Linked DNA regions of Anas platyrhynchos: region 1 is linked to region 2. The links are chromatin contacts, called in public Hi-C maps. All regions are on one chromosome and are shown on one strand. Each heading gives the region's core, a stretch centred on a gene start, on an enhancer-like site or on the middle of the called end of the contact. The rest is flanking DNA. Distances are from core to core; before and after follow the strand shown. Region 1 has its middle 68 kb from the start of TMEM132E. Region 2 holds the start of TMEM132E (transmembrane protein 132E).

What was found. Hi-C and Micro-C count contacts between places; a contact is called where the count stands out from the background.
Region 1: a Hi-C map of liver shows a contact between it and region 2, with 1.8 times the contacts expected there. The contact joins the enhancer-like site here to the promoter of TMEM132E in region 2. A contact is called at or near these places in 2 of 8 Hi-C or Micro-C datasets (liver and skeletal muscle).

Annotation. Positions count from the first base shown.
Region 1 is chr20:6,280,125-6,284,920 of IASCAAS_PekinDuck_T2T, forward strand. No RefSeq gene overlaps it. Among named protein-coding and RNA genes, the nearest start is that of TMEM132E, 68 kb to the left of the region's middle. Within about 2 kb of position 1,842, at least 1 of the 8 cell types and tissues checked has an H3K27ac peak or open chromatin away from gene starts, as enhancers often do.
Region 2 is chr20:6,210,739-6,215,887 of IASCAAS_PekinDuck_T2T, forward strand. It overlaps TMEM132E (transmembrane protein 132E), which reads left to right and starts at 3,569. Exons shown (of 9, transcript XM_038165903.2): 1 at 3,569-4,735. The coding sequence starts at 4,672.

The DNA of each region.
Region 1 (4,796 bases), core at 592-3,091, 68 kb after region 2:
GCTACCACCTGAACATCCCATCGTTTCCTATGCAGCTGTCCTCACAACCTTACAACATATTTTCAGAAAGCCCAGAGGCTTTCCAAGGTCTCCAACAAAGGATGGAGCAAAGCATATGTTGGGCTCCTCCAGTTTTGAGCAAGGGACTTTGAGCTCTGGGCACCCCTTCTCCGTTGGCTTTTTTCCACCCCTGGTAGGTGCCTTTGGAGCACTCCAGCCACCTGTGCCCATGGAGATCCACAAATTCCTCCCAGCACAGCCAGGAAGGGATGCTCCTGTATGTATGTATGGCATCACATGGATGTGAAAGCCACCAGTGACCCCATCAGGCCACCTGGGTACTGCAGTGCCTGCCCGGGCTGCCTCCTCTCCCTCTCTGCCCCAGTGAAGCGCTTAACCAAGAGAGGAAGGAGAAAGTTAGCAGTTTCGGTATTATTATTACTTTTTTTCCTTTAAGTGATTGAAGTGCATGAACGAGCCAGCTGAGAAAGAGGCACTCGAAAGCAACTTGAGTCTGGTTAAAGCTGGTTATCCATCTCGATTTGCATAATGATCACGCGAATGGCAGTTTGCATAATGTTGCTATGATCTACAATCACTTCAGGGTTTTATTGCGCGACGAGCCCGTGGAGAAGGCATCGAGCAGCTGTCCGTCCCTCTGGCGGCTTGGACACCTCCAGCATGTGCCGGGGGTGCTGCTGCTTCTCCCTCCCCCCTCCGGCTTTTGGCCCCTGCAGGGGCTGAGCCTGGTTTTGCAATTGCCCTTGGGTGAGCTCAGATTTTGCCCCAACTCACCCCTTGGCATTCATTTCTCAGCCCAAGCCATGGGTGATTTTGCAGCTGCCTTGATGCGCTAGGTTGGGATGAAGCCGTGAGCTCTTCCACTTGCACTTTTACATTGAAAAAGGTGCCTTGTGAAGCAAAACTGGCCACATTCTGTAAGAGGAGACCTCAGACTCAATAAAAAGTGTCCCTAACCACCCCAACTGGGGGGGCACTCTCCTCTGACATCCCCCAAACACCATCCGTGGACCACCACAAGGCACAGGGCATCGCACCCCTCATGGTGGTCACCCCGTAGCTGCTCGGTGGCACCGGCTCTGCAGTGGTGCTGGTCCCATCGCCTACGGCTGGCCGGGTGGGGAGCCCCTGGTGGGGACAGAACACCCCTCAAAATCTCCACTAGGCAGGAGGAAAGCAGGGAGGATTTCCTTAACCATTTAATTTATGTTAAAGCATAACACATGGCCTTCTTTCATTAGTTAAGCAGCGTATTAAATGCATGTTATAAACGAGTAATTGCAAAACCAAAAAAAAATGAACAAACACACAACACCACAGAACCCAGCACAGCAATAAATAAAAACAGAGGAGAAAGGAATCAAGTGTTGGAATGGTTTCTGTGGAAGGAAAAGTCTGCAGGGTGAGCTGGCAGCCAACCCAGCCCCTCAGCGGTCTGTGGGTTATCCCATGGCACAAATACACCCTCAAAACGCTGCTTTCAGTTTTCAGGGTTCTGCTCAATGCCTCAACTGTGGTCTCTGTCCTCCCTCACCTGGGGATTCTCCACCCCACACGTGTGAGCAGCACACATTGTTATCGGCGCCTGTCCTCTCCAAAACACGCTGCTGCCAAACGGAGGGGAATTTTGGTGCTGCTACCGAAAGCAAAGCTTAACAACCATGCGAAGGGCTGAGAACATTGACACAGTTCATGTGAAGGCTAACACACAGTGCTCGGAGACCTGCCAACGAAATGAAATCCTTTCTGCTTTGAGAGGGATGGTTTCATTAGCAGCAGAACACAGGGGCTGACATTTTTTGCCCAGTAGCATCTTTAGCGGGGCAGTTTCTCCACCCCAGGGCCTGGCCACTGCTCCTTTCCCCTGCACCCTTTCCCCACCATCAGGAGCATTGCTGGATGCAGGCTTATTTCAAATTTTTACATACTCAAATTTTTCAGAAATTCACCAGGTTTTGCTGAACGAAAAGCCCTTATTGGAAAAAAAAATCCCACCGAGTCCAAACGTTTTATTGCAAAACTTGGAAACGAGCTGGAATTTTTGAGATGTCCTTCCAGATTATTCTGGGAGAGAGAAAAAAAAAAGTCCACCCACTCAGCAGGGAAATGAAACTCCTCTCACACCAAGGGAAGTGTTTTACAGGGCCGTGCAGCCCTGGTTGTGCAGAGTGGCATCCATGGAAATGCTTCATGCCCAGCCCCGTTTTGGGACAGCAGGGAAAGCATCCTGGCTCCAGCACGAGAGCGGGGAGCGCTTTTTATCTCCTCACACGTCAAGGTTACAAAAGCTACAGAAAATGGAGGAGGATGGCAGGCAGCAACCTGGAACCGAACCAGAAAAAGAAAGAAAGAAAAAAAAAAAAGCTCTTTAGTGATCAATCCCAAACCGCTGGGCTAAAAACAACAGCGCCACGTGAATTGGCTCTGCGCTGCTTGAGGAGGAGCAGGACCTTCCCGGGAACGCCGAGTGCTGGGGACGGTTCTGGGGAGATGTTCCACGAGTGAGGATGAGGGAAGGGAATGGGCATGGGTTTTCCTGCGGGATGTAGCTGTGGATAGAGGCAGCACAGATCCGGCAGAGGCACGGAAAGGAAAAACTCCCCAGCCCCGGCTCGTTTTTGGGTTCTGGGCTGGGTGTGATTCAGGGCCCCCAACGACGTGCAGATGGAAACGGCTTGGTTCTGGGCCACCTCCCTGTCGGCAGCTGACGTGCCTGAGTGACACAGCGGGGTGTCAGATGAAAAAAAAACACGATAATGAGTGCTGCCATGCTCACAGTGCGAGGCCAAGCCAGCAGCAGCTGCTGCCACGTGCACCTCTGTGCTCTGCTCCCATTGCATTGCGGCTGCTTGCCTGTCTGCACATGGCTTTTGCAGCCCGTCCTCATCATTTGAGGTTGGGGTTTTCCAAGGGGTGATGGGATGAGCCACCAGAGCAGCCTGACCCCAGCAGTGGCTCACAGCATTTGGGGGACAGGGATGGTTTGGGTGCAGATCCCTTTAGCTCTCCTTGCACGTGGTGCCCACAGCTGCTGTAGGTTTGATGTCCCCATTATCAGTGGTGATATCAGTTCCTCTTTAAACAGGAACTGTCCCCATAAGGGTCTGGGAAGCAGCTCAAGCGACCACAGCTCTGTTCTGGGGATGAAGGACCGGGGCAGAGGCATGATCCCATACGATCCCATTCCCAGGACAATCCCCAGCTCCCTGCCCAGTCCCTGACAGCCTTCCACAGGGGCAAGGTGTGGTGCCGAGACCCCTTCCCACCCCAATCCTCCTCGGCAGCATCTCCTGCCCACCCCCCTTGACAAAAGCCTCGCCTCACTTCAAAGCTGTGCAAGCAGGGCTGCTGAGCTCCCCAACTCTTCCCCGACATCAAAAGCTTTCCTTATTTATGTTTTGCACAGCACCAAGAAGCCATCGGGACACACTAGGCTTATTTTTCCTAAGAAGAAGGCAAACCACGGGAGCCCGAGTGTAAATTCCTCAGCAGGAAGAGAAAAACGAATAAAAGGAGGAGAAAGTTGGGGTTGGAGACGCGAGCTTTCTCTCTCCTTGCTTTGTTTCCTCTCCTTAATGGTGTTCTCAGCCTCGACCCGCTTAACATCCCTGCCTTTTCTGGTGGAGGCTGCGGAGCGTGCGAGAGGCAGGGCGGTGACAGCTAGCGGAGACAAGGCTCAGCCAGTGGAAAATTGAGGTTCCTGGGAAGATGTTTTATTCATGCGGGCCTGGCACACGCGAGGAGGCTGCTGCGAGGCAGATGGACCCCGCCGTGGACTCTGGCTGGGAGCAAGCCGTAGGGATGTGCCTTCTCCTACGTGGCTGGAAGGTGTCACTCGGCTGCTCGGAGCCAGGTGCACCAAGGCGAGGGTCACGCTGGAGAGCAGAGGTGGCCGGAGAGCTGTTGCTGGAGCATCATGCAGCAAAACCAGCCTGCGAGGCTGCCCCAGGAGGCATGGGGTGGGTGAAGGGGGTCGGATACAGGATGGGAAAGGAGGTCCTGGATCAGTCCGGCTGCCTGCTATTGAAGGCAACGAGGTCGTGCCACCACCTCTGACATTCATGCACCGGCCCCGTCTTAGCGCTGTGTAGGTCGCTTTTCTAATTCCTAAACTTCTCCTGACTTTGAGCTTAAGTGTATTACTGCCCAGTTTCCCCTCGGTTTTCCTCTGCAAAGAGAGTCCTTTAACCTAAAGTGCTCTTCTCCTTCCCTGACACATCCTTAACCTCCTTTTTACAGGCCAAGGAAGCCACTCTCTGCCTCCTCCCATCAGCTGGGTGCTCGCTCCCTCCGGCAGCAGCAGAGCCCTCTCTGCCCTCTCCCTGTCTCAAATTGCCTTCGGGAGGAGACCAAAGGTGTGGAGGACGGCAGCTAAATCCCACCAGTGGTTCAATCAGAGGCATTACTCCTCCTTTCTGTGCGCTGATGGCTCTTCCCCGCACTGCTGCTGATGCATCCCTAATATTTGTGCTGAGGTCAGGAGCCAAATTACTCAGTTGTCCTCAGGACCCATCTTCTGCGAGCCAGACACCGCCGCGCCGGGCGCACGGAGCTGTCAGCTCCTCTTTAGCGAGCTCCTTGCGCAGTCTCCCCTCTCCCATTAATCCCTGTCTTCATTAATGACTTCCCACAAGGCACCGTATCAGACACCTTACTGAAGCATGGCGAGAAGAGATCTGCAGCATTGCCTCTGTCCGGCACCTAACGTTGAGATGAGCCTGATGCTTTTTCTCATTTTCTGTTTAGCTCCGGGTTTTTAATGACTCCTTCCCTCC
Region 2 (5,149 bases), core at 2,319-4,818:
CTGTAATTAGGTGCGTGAATCCCCGGCACGGGGAAACACGGCGCTTGTGGGTTTTCTGCGTGGATGCGGGGCTGCCTCCATCCATACGGGGCACTGCACCGTGTGCTCATGCCAGAATTGCCCCATGGGGTGAAAATTTGGGGAGGGAAAGGGGAATAAATGAGCGGCGGTCTGTTGAAACCTTCCCTTTTCAAAGCAGCCGCTCCGCGGGGTTTTCCGCCCATGGGGCCGCTTCGTTCCCCCATGCGGAGCCCCACCAACTTTGGTAATGCTGACTTGTTATGGCAGATGAAATATTAAAGGGCTATGATATAGCCCCAAATTAATATTTCAGCAGAATGTAAAAGGAGAGGCAAAGACGAATCCAAACAGTGAAGCTGAAATGAAATGTTTTTATCTCGCAAGCCCAAAATGGCTCGGCACGCCGGCTTTGATTCGCCCTTCCCTTACTTTTATGTGCTATTAAAATATTTATTGGGATAGTATAAATAGTGCTTCTGATACCCCGCGTGCCATTACGCTGTTTGGGGTACAGCCGAAACAATTTGTGGGGCGAGCTCTGGGCTCAGCAGCCCTCGTGGCAAGGCATCCCGCTGTGACTCTTCTCCCTGTTATCCCATGATCTGGGACTGCTTATATATGGTTTTAGGGTTTCTGCCTCCTGTTGCCCTCCCTCTCCCTCTCAACCCTATGTCCTGTAAGAGAATGAACCCATCTGTGCCCATTTCCTGCTTTTCCCACCCATTTTGCTCTGCGAGCATCACCCCAGCGAGACGGCGAGCTGTGGGGTGGCCGTGGGGACTGATGACGGGGACGGTCCCCAAGCTGATCCCATTGCTGGTGATCCCAGCAGGCTCCTTTCCCACTCTCCACCACTTCATGGCCCAAACCTGCAGGATTTTTGTGCCCTCTGCTTAATTTGTATGGGATCAGCCAAGGCTCGCCCCGACCCGGGGAAGAGGAGTGGGACAGAGCCACGGATGCCCGTAGGGAGCCACAGCCTGGTGACACGAACCCCAGGGGACAAACCCGAACCCCCAGCTGGACAAGGAGTTACAATAAAAGCCTTTTTTTTCCTTTTTCTGTAGAAATAATAACATAAAATGAATTTATGGCAATTACGGGATTTCTATATTTATGTCATTATCAGAACTATATAAGGAAAGTTGGCTGATATGAATGTATTTCGGGTGCTGCTTGCAGGGGGGAGGGCATTGCTCTATATTTTTAATCATGTTCCAGGCTCATTAATCCCCCAACCGCGCAGAATCGGCTGTGGGGCTGGCTCCGAGCGCTCTGGCCACTACTAGGGCGGCTGCTTTTAGGGTGAGGAACTCCCCTGCCTGCAGTGATCCTGGCTGAGAAATAGTCACAAAGTGAGAGGTTTTGGCTGAGGCTTTATTCCTTATTATTCCCTTATTATTTTTTTTTTATTTGATTTTTTTTCCCCCCTCTTTTATAAGCAATCTATTGGTTTTGGAGGCTCTTTGGGGTCAGAGCCTGAAAAACAGCAGCCCGTGGTGTCCCCCTAAGTGCAACCCCCACCCCTGGCCCTTCGCTTTTCTGTTAAATCCCTACAAAAGGACTTTTTTTTTTTTTTTTTCCCCTGTGCCTCAGCCCCGTGCAACACCTCTGCAGCTCCCACAGGGATTAGGGCCGGATTAGCGTCCGCCGGCCGCTGTTATCCCGGCGCTTAGTGCTGCCCCGGGATTAACGGCAGGTGAAATGCGGGATGGGGATTAACGGGGCCGTCCCGCGCGGATGCTTTCAGAAATGCTTTCGCTTGGGGTTCGCTCCTGCTGCCGGCTGGGTTTGGGATGGGGGAGCACAGCCGGGATGCCCCCCAACACGATAGCCTCAACCCAATGCTTTGGTCCTCGCCCAAGGCATTGGGATCGCAGCCACCTGCCCTTACCCTTACCCACCCCGACCCCACCACCTGCCAACCCGGAGCCATAAATAAAAAAAATGAAAATACAGATTTCTGTACCAGCTGAAAAATATCCCAGCGGCGGTGCCAAGAAGCTGCCAGGGGCAGGGAGCACGGGAGCACCCTGCTTTCAAAGCCCTCGTCTGGCAGCGGGGAAACGTTCCCATGATGGGTGTTATGGGGTGGGTGTTATGGGGTGCGTGATGCTGACACCGGCCCTGATTCCCTGCCCCGGGGCCAGGTTTGGAGTGGGGAAACTGAGGCTGGGGACGGGCTGAAGGGATGAATCACGGCCGTGCCACCGCCTCTCCCCGCCACTTCTCCATGTCCCCGGGGACTGCAGCCCGTGAGTCAGCCCTCCCCTCCCCAAAGCAATCGGGAGAGTGGTTTATAAATCATGGGATTTTTCTGAAAACCCAGCGGCCGTCGCCTGCCTGCTAGGGCCGGACCCCTCGCCGCAGCCACCGGGCGTTTTGGGGACGCTGGACACCGTGCTCTGCCCTCCCGGAGGGGTCTAGGGTGTTTTTTGGGGCAGAGCCCCCCCCATATGGTCCCAGTTAAGGGGTGGCATCATCCTGGCACCCGGCATGGCTCGCAAAGCCCCCTGGCAGCACCCAAAGGTGCTGGGTGCTCTGGGGGTGGGTTGGGGTCCGTCCTCCCCCCCCGTGGTGCTGCCGCTCGGCATCGCACCCGGCGGGCCCTTCTCGGGGGCTTCTTCGCCTTCTGTCGCCGCTCAAGGTCGATCCCATTAATTGCCGTGAATTATTTTGGCATTAATGGAGATGTCTTATGCACTTCCCCTATCAATGAGGCTTCCAGGATGAACGCGCTGGCCAATATTTCCTGGTGAAGGCAGGAAGGGAAAATATATGGCAGGGGAGCAGGAAGGGCCATGGGGGGGGGGGCTCAGGGGGGGTGGCAGAGGAAGGGAAATGTGGGGAGGGGGCACGGAAGCCATGTGGGGGGGTGATGGGGGCACATCTGGCCTGCTCTGTGTGTCTCCAGCCCCGTGCCACCGGGATGGGACGGGGGGGGAAGAATTGGGGTCCCCTGGGTGCAGCCTCAGCATCGCCCCCCTCTGCTGCTGGGGGGGCTGGGGGTGCCGGACCCCCTCCCTGCCCTCATTTTTGGTGGAAGCCCAACTCGGGGTGGTGCTGGGGGACCGGGGCTTGGACATCCCCACACCCCAGCTGATGGGGAAGGACCCCAAAACCCCCCCAAATGGCATCGGGGGGGTGGGAAGCAGCCAAGCCCAGCTGCCTCTCTCCACCCTGGGGTGCCAAATGTCCCCCCCCGGTGCTCTGCGCCCCCCACCCCTCTCCCCACGCCCTCATCCCCCATCCCGCAGCTTGCCCTATTCTTTTCTCCTATAGCAGGAGGGAAGGGAGGGCAGGGCAGTGCTGACCCCACAGCCCCCCCAGGCTGCACCCATGGGTGCTGGGTGAGGTGGGGGTGGGATGGAGACCGGCTGGGGGGCTGCTTGGGGAAGATGGGGGGGGGGGGGGTCGGGGAAAAAAGGGGGCTGCGTTGATGCGCTCTGCTCCCAGCTCCTCGCCCGAGGAGGGGGAGGAGGAAGAGGAGGAGGAGGAGGAGGAGGAGGAGGAGGAGGAGGAAGGCGCCTCCCCCTGCCGCCCTCCCCGCTCTGACCCCCCCCGGAGCCCGATGCGGCTCCGGCCGGGCGAGCGGCCACGGGAGCGCCCAGCAGCGGGGCCCCCCCCCCGGCACCGGGGGGTCCAGAGACGGGGGGGGTGGGGGGGGCCGAGGAGCAGAGCCCCCCCCCCATTGCCACCTCCTCCCGCCCCCCCTTTTCGCTTTTATTTACCGACAGCGGCGGGGCACCCCCCTCTTTAAACCGGGGGGGGGGCGGAGGAGGTGGGGACCCCCCCTCGTTGCCGGGTCCCCCCGCTTCCAGCCCTCACGGGGGGGCAGCGGCTGAGCCCCGGCCCCCCCCCCCCCCTCCAGGCTCCGCTCCCCCCAAACTTTGCCTTCGGATGCGGGGACTCCGCCGAGCTGCTCCTGATTAATTGCATCTGCCTCGGATTAATTATTCACCCTCCTGCTGCTTTTATTTTTTTTTTTTCCTGTTATCGTCGTTTTTTATTATTTTTTATTTTTATTTTTTTTTCCTCTTTCATTCCGATTTTTTTTTTTGGGGGGAAAAAGGCGCTTGGAGACGATATCAAGATTTTTTATTATTATTATTGTGCAGGGAGAGAGGTGGGGGGGGCCGGCGACTTGCTAGCCCTGCAGCATCATCCTTCATCGGCGCAGCTTTTATTCTATTATTTTATTTTTTTTATTCCTTAGGGGGGGGGGGGCACACGTGCTCTTCTCCCCCCCTGGATCCCGAGGAGGAGGAAGAGGAGGAGGAGGAGGAAGAGGAGGAGGGGGGGGGACCCACCCGGCTCGGCGCGCCCCCGCTCGCCCTGCAGGCACCGGGGGGGTTGCGGCAGGATTGGGGTGCTGTGCCCTGGGAGCTGGGGGGGCACCGAGCCCCCCTAACCCAAAACTGGTGTCCCCCCCCCCAAATTCCCCCGTTGGCTGCTGCCGCCGGCTCGCACGTGGTTGGATTTAGGGGATTTCTGCGGGTATCTATATATTATTATTTTTTTGGTGCCTGGCTTGGATTTTTATTTTATTTCACATTTTTTTTTGCCACGGGGGGGTGGGGTGGGCTCGGGGCCTGGCTGCTCCTGCCGCTGCCCCCCCCTTCCCACCCCCCCCTAACCCCACATTTCGCTATGGGGTCCCCAAAGAAGATGCCCCCGGGGCTGGCCGCCCTGCTCTGCTGCCTGCTGCTCCCCGGTAAGTGCCGTGGGGGGGGGGGGGGACACGGGACGGGAACCTGCTTTGTGTCCCTGGGGGGGCTCCCCCAAACCCTGCCTCTCTCTGCCTTAAAACCCCCCCGCAGCCGCTGCCTCCCCTCTCCCTCTGCGCCCCCCCCCCCCAAGATGAAATGGGTGAAGATCGGAGTTTTTTGCTGCTTTAATCAAATGACAGCTTCACGGGGCTGTCTGCTCGGGTGGGGAGAAAGGGGTCGCCCCCCCCTTTTATCCCCCAACCCCCCCCTTTTTCCCCAAAGCCCCCCCTGCCCCGGCCCCCCCAACGCTTTCTCCTCCTCGTGGGCATCGCTTTGGGTTGGGGTGCGGCGATGGGGGCACAGCCTCTCCCCCTGCTTCTTCCTCACCCCTTTCCCCACCCTAAAAAAAATAAGGATTT